Linked DNA regions of Hordeum vulgare: region 1 is linked to region 2. Evidence: chromatin contacts called from public Hi-C data. All regions are on one chromosome and are shown on one strand. Each heading gives the region's core, a stretch centred on a gene start, on an enhancer-like site or on the middle of the called end of the contact. The rest is flanking DNA. Distances are from core to core; before and after follow the strand shown.

Evidence for each region. A called contact is a pair of places that touch in the nucleus more often than the background predicts.
Region 1: a contact with region 2 is called in a Hi-C map of seedling, with 4 times the contacts expected there. The contact joins the enhancer-like site here to the promoter of LOC123440143 in region 2. A contact is called at or near these places in 2 of 6 Hi-C or Micro-C datasets (leaf and seedling).

Annotation. Positions count from the first base shown.
Region 1 is chr1H:396,248,971-396,253,330 of MorexV3_pseudomolecules_assembly, forward strand. No RefSeq gene overlaps it. Among protein-coding and RNA genes, the nearest start is that of LOC123440143, 250 kb to the left of the region's middle. Within about 2 kb of position 2,776, at least 3 of the 3 cell types and tissues checked have open chromatin away from gene starts, as enhancers often do. A contact at or near this core is called in leaf and seedling, where this site is marked.
Region 2 is chr1H:396,002,204-396,006,431 of MorexV3_pseudomolecules_assembly, forward strand. It overlaps LOC123440143 (lichenase-2-like), which reads left to right and starts at 2,265. Exons shown (of 2, transcript XM_045116719.1): 1 at 2,265-2,444. The coding sequence starts at 2,372.

The DNA.
Region 1 (4,360 bases), core at 1,526-4,025, 250 kb after region 2:
TGATCCCTAGTATCCACTATGTTCTGAGATTGATGTTGCTACTACTTTGTCATGCTTAATGCTTGTCACTAGGGCCCGAGTGCCATGATTTCATATCTGAACCTATTATGTTGTCGCCAATATATGTGTGTTTTAGATCTTATCTTGCAAGTTGTAGTCACCTACTATGTGTTATGACCGGCAACCCCGGAGTGACAATAGTTGCAACCACTCCCGGAGATGACCATAGTATGAGGAGTTCATGTATTCACCGTGTGTTAATGCGTTGGTCCGATTCTTTATTAAAAGGAGAACCTTAATATCCCGTAGTTTCCATTAGGACCCCACTGCCACGGGAGGCATGGACAATAGATGTCATGCAAGTTCTTTTCCCTAAGCACGCATGACTACATACGGAATACATGCCTACATTAGATCGATGAACGGGAGCTAGTTTTATCTCTCTGTGTTATAACTGTTGCATGATGAATAGCATCCGGCATAATCATCCATCATCGATCCATTGCCTACAAGTCTTTCACTACTGGTCCTTGCTACGTTACTCTGCTGCTACTTCTGTCACTGCTGCTACGTTACTTTGCTGCTACTGGTTACTGTTGCTACTGCTGCTATAATACTACTCTGCTACTGATACTTTGCTGCAAATACTAAATCTTTAAGGTGTGGTTGAATTGACAACTCAACTGCTAATACTTCAGAATATTCTTTGGCTTCCCCTTGAGTCGAATATATAAATTTGGATTGAATACTCTATCCTCGGAAACTATTGTGATCCCATATACTTGTGGGTTATCAGTCACTCCACGGCGTGCCCCGAACGCGAGCGCCGATGAACACTTGTGCTACGCCCTGATGGGAGTGCGCCTCCTCCTTGACCACTTCGAAGAGCAGCAAAGTCTGAAGCAACCTGAGGTTGCGGGCCTCGAGCAAGAAGCGCTTGAACTGTGGGTCGAGGTTTGGCTCCAGCAACCCGTTTGGATGGCGCGGGGATGGTGGCGTCATTGCAGCCATGACTTACTCCAGCGTGTGCAGCGGTAGCGTCTTATTCACGAGCGTGAGTTATACAAATTTTTAGTGGAATCTCACTTATTCCCAGCTAATCCACCTAAATTGTAGTGCGTTGTTAGTTATCACCCACCAGACCATGGTGGGACGAAGTGGGCTATGGCGGGACGTCCGCGGTCAATCCCACCTGCAGCCCGATCCTCCAGATTAGCGAGAAGGGGCCTACCCATCAAAGTGTGTGCCCACTATGTGACCATCGTGACGAGACCATGAACCACATCAAGATTGAATGCTTCTTTGCAACGGAGGCGCGGGGACGGGTCTGCACGACCATGGGACAGCCGTGGCGAGCATCCCTATAGGATGAGACGTTGTCCGAGTGATGGATGAGGCAAGAGGAAAGTGGCCACAATCGCTTGCAACAGTTATGATCTCGTCAAAGCTCCATCAAGTGTTAGTGTGTCGATCCCAAAGCACAGACCATTGCTACAAAATTAGTCACGAAACATGTAAGATGTTTAGCTTGGAGTATGGACGTTTTGGTGAACGAGCTCCATGGAACCCTTTATTTTTAAAAAATTCAAAATTTAAATTTTTTGACTTTAAAAAATTCTGAAAAAATGCAAGTATACATGGATGAAATGTATATATGTATAAAAAATCAGGATAAAATACCTTTAAATTCGATCTATACAAAAAGGACAAATATGTGGACTTTGAGGATGAATAGTATAATCTGTTAGAAAGCCTCAAATTTATCTTTTTTACAGAACCCTTATTTCAACGTATTTCGTCATAAAAATTTACGCACATATGTGTTACGCTTCCATGAATATCTGTATTTTTAGGGTTTTTTTTGAATTGTAAAAATATGAATTTTGATGAATTTTGGGTTTTTTAAAAACCGATCTTCATGGAGGCCGAGCTTTAAAAGACATTTTCGTTTAGATTGGTGATATTATTACTAGGCGTCAATGAAGTCGACTGAAACTATTGCGGGAAAAAAAGTTGACTGAAAGTGAAGATGGCGGTAGTACTCACGAGAGAGACCACCCATCGGACACAGATGAGGTGACATGCACGTTTGCATGTCACCGTGTGCCTTGCGGTCTAAATTTAAATTTAAACATTACGAAAAATTTTGAAAAAAAATCATGCATGTTCACATCATATATTAAGATAACCCCTAAAAAATTCAGATCAAAATTCAAAACATACACTGAGAAATAAAAAAGAGAAACTCAGATGTGAACAGTCTACACAGAACCATTCGTGACTATTCATGACAGATTTCTCTTTTTTATTTCATGATGTATGTTTCGAATTTTGATCTGAATCTTTTAAGGGTTATCTTAATATGTGCTGTGAACATGCATGATTTTTTTTAATTTTTTCGCAAAGTTTAAATTTAAATTTAAACGCAAATCACACGGTGACATGCACCTGATCTGTGTCCCCACCCATCAGGCAGACCTTTTCCCATTAGGCGGCCACCAGTTAGGCAATTCGCGCGACTGTTCAGCCCCATCATCACCCCCTAAACCCATACGGGCACCGTTTGGTCTGACAGGCGGAGGGCCCCGTGTTTAAACGCCGGTCAGCGTCCCCGATCAGATGCGCGCGCGCTTTCCCGGCCGGTGGACGAGGACGGCACCCGACCGATCGCTACTGTTCGCCGATCGATCAGACCATCCGCACACACATGCGGCCCAACCTCCCGTGACCCGGAGGGCGGTCGACGGCGACGGGCTCGGGCGGGCAATCATTTCGCCCGCGCCTCGATGGTCCTGGACACCGTCCCTGGGCTGTCACGGCAGCGGCGCGTGCTGTGCGGGTGCCGTGTCAGCTGGTGCGTGGCGCCGGGGAGGTCCAGCGAGACGCAGGGTCGGGGGGTGGGGATTCGTTCGTCGACAGGCGGTGGTCGACTGGTCGCGTCCTTTTCGCCGCGCGGCTCGTTATGGGGCGCGATCCCGACGTGAGTTGAGACGAGGGCTTGAGGCGGTCCGCCGTAATGCTCTTCCTAAATTCCTATGATGTTGCTGTTCCTTCATAGCTGGCTAGCGTGTGCTGCTTGATGGCCGAGATGGGACACGGCAGCGCGCCGATGTGTCTTCCGCCGGGAATGGTGGTTGCCACTGCTACGTTGCTTGCACGATACAGCGTTTGTGCATGTGTGCTGCAGCCGGGCATAATTATTTTATAACTTAATCTATATTATTATTAAACAAGAAAACATATTCATCGTTACGTGCATCCAGTCTAATTTAGACATAAGGCAAGTCGTAATAGGAAATATCATATGCTAGTATCATGGATACGATATTAATGTATCATATTAAGTATCATATTATATTCGTAATGCATAGTATCATATGGTAGTATATTTATTATCATGCATGACACATACTAACAAACATTTAATATGGAACGGTGATACTTAATCTTTTTTTTCATTTAATTTTATGTCACCTTATCTAAATTGTCTAGTTGACATACATAATACTACTATTTATGATATTTTTATTATGAACAACCTAACAACAAAAATGAATTACATGCTTATGTGCAGAGCACTTAATTTAATTTAACCATCAATATTGCATGAACCCATGTTCAAAGTGTGTTTAGCATTTCTTCGGGCGAGTGAACAAAAACTCTGTCATCCGACGTCCTCACGTTGTGTTCATGACTAAAATTACCAGTATGCTCCCACCTCCTTCTCCCGAAAAAAAGACGTACTATGCGCATGTAGCCCGCACCTTTCGCGAAGGCCGCACAACCGGCCGCCGTAGCCGCCCTATCTGAAGCATGACTTCCCCACCGCCCCGACGCTCCTCCTACACAACGTAGTCACACACCTCCAACCGTTGCCCGTGTATCGCCGGTAATCGTTTGTCGCACCTCTGCGGTCTCACATGATTGCTCTGTTAGAGCATCTCTCATAGACCCTGTATAAAGCCGCGACCCGCAAAATAATCGTCAAAATACAGGTCGGCGTAGAAAATGTTGCCCGACCAGACCCCGCAAACGCGTTCGTCCCGTAATAATTTTTAGGGCGCGGAAAAATCCCATCCCCAACCCGTGAAAACGTAGGTTTCCGCCCCACCCCTAATGTGCCCCGTATCTCAGGAAAGCGGTTGGCGGGAGGGACATTTCAGCCCACGCCCTTTCCCTACCCTCTTTCACCGCCGCCCGCCATTGGTTTCTCCCGTCTGCCGTTGACGACTCTGGCCAAATCTGCGGGCAGAATCGCGTCGCGGGGGCGCCCGTACCATCTTCAACCGAGCCAGTACACCGGCTCCCCGGATCAGCCGAGCCACCGCCCCCGAGCAGCCGGTGAGTATGTACTTGTGCT
Region 2 (4,228 bases), core at 1,015-3,514:
ACGAGGCAAAGCAGGTTCCCATCCATCCATACATGGGATAGGACAAGGCGGCGGGGCCGGTACCGGTGGCCTTGCAAATCCGTGTCCACATAGGCCGGATTAAGCAAAAGCGCAAGATAACCAACTCCATCAACACCAAATTGTTGGGGGGGCACCGATCAATTAAGGTGCACTCGCACTACATACATAGTATGTATGTTTGTTGCTTAGCTGGCTGTATCTGTATGCATGTGTGTTGTGGGTGTTCTCTTCTTCTTCTTTAAAGTTCCTTTGTGGGCTATGTGTGATTTCGACCACGATATAATGGTCCCTTTCGAAAATCGGTGGACACCGATTTCTCGCAGAGCGAAAGGTTTTAAGTCAAATGTGCACATGCGCGCATTCGATCAAAGATGGATCCGGTATTCTCAACCATATCGGATAAGTACAATTTTTGGTTTGTATGAGATAAATAGGTTTGGACTTTCAGGTTTTGGTAAGCATGAGAGTCTGTAATCCTGGTGGTAAGCTGCTGATCCTCCCTTTTTCTGAAAGAAAAAAAAAAGGTTACTAACCCTTTGAATAAATCAGGACAAACTAAGCCTCTCAAGTGGAAATTCGGAACCAATGATGTGCCAGAAACTATCTTGGCTACATGCACGGTACGAATTGGCAGCATCATCATAACTACAACTTGATCAATATACAACTCACTACAAAACACATGTCTCAAGAAGACCATTTTAGCATATAGGACCAATTCAGTACATGTGCCAAAAGAGGGCAGCCCGGCATGCATCTGTCAAAAAGTTGGGCTGCTAAGCCACCAATAGGAAATTTCTCATCAACCAGCCGTATATGCATGTGTGTTAAACCCAAACCAATATGCCCAAGCAGACCACCTGCATGCTAGCTAATCCTAGACACGACCGGCTCTTAAATACAATTGGTCCGGTCGAATAATTCGTTCACCGAAATGAGTCATGACTCATCGTACAGTTTTTATATTCGTATTAACTGTAATCTACACATTTGGTGCACCTAATATTATTTCGTCATTAGCACTTATACTACAAGCTAGAGAGCAGTTGCATGACCGGCCGGACTCTGCTGATAGCAACAACATACTGTGTGTAAAAGAACTATCAACGGCCGGATCTGGATATCCCACCTGATCAATAGGATTGGGAGGGAGAGACGTACGTACTTAGTTTGTTGTCGGGGTTATTACAACACGTATGGTGCCACGAGGGAAAACCATGCATGCGTTGCACCAAAAGCTCACATGTATGGTGCGCTTAGACAAGCCGTGGTGTTGTGTTCCTATGGCAATTCCTAATAAAGGTCTTCTTTTCTCTTTTCAATTGCAAGGCCGATGAACTCAATACCTTCTCTTGTGAGACAACAAGTCCAAAAGTTAAGTGGATCTGGTCTTGTTTGACAAAGTATAAAGACATGCTTAACTAAAGTGGTTTGAGTAATTCTATGATTCTTTTGACAAAAATCTTAATTAATTAGGTACACCAAAAACACAAATGTTCTTATGATAAACAAAATTGTTGGTTTCTTGCAATATAATAACAAAACAATGGCATGTAAAAATACGAGCATGTACTATATATATACCGGTATGAGACGGTAAAAGGTAGAGAGACCAAAGGCTTTTGATGTACTCCAAATCTCTTTAAATTGACCCCGAATATCCATTACTAAAATATAATTTCATTTGTATACATGTCACTTCACGATAAGAAACAACAAAGCCGACAAAACCGTTGCGCCCGGTTCTTTCCTACGTAAGTCATGTCAACTTCAAAGATAAAAAGAAAATCATCGCCAACAAGTCTCCGTTGTGTCAATTCTTCTTACGTAAGTTATGTCGGATTCCACCGAACACGGTCCTTGCGTGAAAAAACCGCCGCCGAATGTCGTTGAGTAAGACGTGAACATATCCGACGCCGCGCGACCCATCATTGACCTGGAAACTTCACTTTCATGGTACATCATGGGTGGAGTCCAAAATTCAAACTATTTTTTCAAAAGTTGTTTGGTACCACTATGAATGAATGAATTATCCCCTTCCCCTACCTGCAACAACAACCTGGTGTACCGGATAACCTCTGCCCACCACCAGACACACACTGTGAGAAGGCGGTGACGCATGCAAACCGGCCTAGGTAGTCAATCGCAACAGGCTAAATAAATGTCGCTGGAGGCGTTGGGCCTGCGCTCCCGAGTGGATTGGACCGAACTATGTCTCCTCGGATCCTATATAAGGGGCCTGCACCCCGTTGTGGCCTCACCAGAAAAGAAACAACAAGAGCTTTACAGAGAGCCTTGGCATCACCCACCCACACCCTCACCCTCCAACGCAGGTAGAGAGAGAAAGAGAATGGCAGGCCAAGGCGTTGCCTCCATGTTGGCTCTGGCATTGCTCCTCGGAGCCTTCGCCTCCATCCCACAAAGTGATTCCCCTTCCTTCCCTCCCTCTCTCTCTCTTGAAGTGATTGGGTGCAGTTTTTTTTTTCATGCAGGGAGTTTCTTTGAAGATAGTAATACGTACGTTGATCTTAGCTTTCATTAAGAGAAGCATTAGGGAGCTAGCTAGGTAGCCGGCGGCCATGGTGTACCCATGCTCACATAAACCTCTCTCCCACAGACGTCACATAGCATACCTTCCTCTGTTTAGGTGCATGTCGCTTTCGTTCTGCGTTTTATTCTTCCCGCGCCATCAGTCGCATGGTAAAGCATGAACGGCCGGCGCCCGCCGGTCTCATTATCTACCTCGATGCGTCCATCAATGCATGGGAGCACAGTAACTTTTCAAAAAAAAAATCGAAAACTAAACACGGTAAATTTTGTAAAAAAAATCGTTTTCACTCGCTAAAAGAATCAGGAGTCTTGGGTTTTGCTGCGGAGTATACGTATCAAAATATATGCACCGCACGCTCCAAGATAAAAGTGCACGTCAGCACGTGTGATCGGCCTTCATTGTGTTTCTTCTATGGAAGAAAACGTTGCAAGAAGTAGGTATTCCGCAGGAAAATTAATATCTTAAGAACAACAAAAATGATACTTTCTAGATAAAACATTGAAAGAGGAAGTAAGCAGTGAAAACGATGCTTGTAGATAGTTTCAACTGTTTTAACCATAAATTAATCTAGTTGATCGTACGCAAAAGCTTGCAAATGAAGTCTCGAAATGTTTGGTGACCATGCATGTCAGTTAGCTAGCTGCATCTTTTTACAAAGTCAGAAGGTTTAACTAACGACCTACAAGTAGCTAGCTAGGCCAGTGTCTCTTTCTCCAGTGTCATGCATGCTAATCACCTAGAAAGTTTTTCTTCTTCTTCCTCCTCTTCCCTGCATGCAAAGCTGTGCATGCATGTCTCGACAGTGTCGCCCTAGCACTGTAGACACGAGCCCTACCACTTAATTGGTGGTTTGTTCCCTGATTAATTCGGTGCAACTACTGCTGAACCACCCGTCGCTAACCATCTTTTTCTTCTTCCTTTGGTCCGCATCTTGACGTTTTTTCAGCGATGGACGATGCCGTACCGGCCAGTCCAGTGGTCCTACTCGTTTCAGCTAGCCACTGTTCCATTCTTTTAAGCTTAACGAAGACGATTACACCAGCTGCTAGCTAACCAGTAACTATAACTCAATTGCAGCCTTTGTGTAGTCATCATATCGACTTTGAAAGTGCAACCGGTGGATCCATGGTACATGACGCCATCGATCACTAGGCACTAACTAACCATGCATAACCCAGGTGTTGGTTCTGCTGGCCTTTCCAAGTTTGGTCTGCCTGAAAAGAATTGTGATATAATAGGATTGTAGGTTAGTGTAGTGGTACTAGCCAGTAGTTGGCACTTGATCGGCCGGGCAGCAAGTTAAGAAGAGGATTAAGTTGCGTGTACTTATATGGAGTACTTTGTCATGCACGTGAGCTAGACCGTTTATTGGAGCTTAGCTGGGAGCAGCCGGAGGGCATGCATGCACGCCATGGCGATCCACATCGATCGTATGTGGACTATCCAACGGCCGTGCTGCGGACGTTGGACCAGAAACTTTGGTTTGTCCTAGCATGTATGTATGCATGAGGTCTCTACACCCCCCTGTATTTCTAGGCTTCCTGCCAATTGCCATCTACGTGTGGTCGACCTCCATTCTGCCCCTACGATATTCCTGGCCCGTTTTGTTTAATAAATCCAGCTAGCTAGTGCCGTGCAAGTACTACACAATTTATG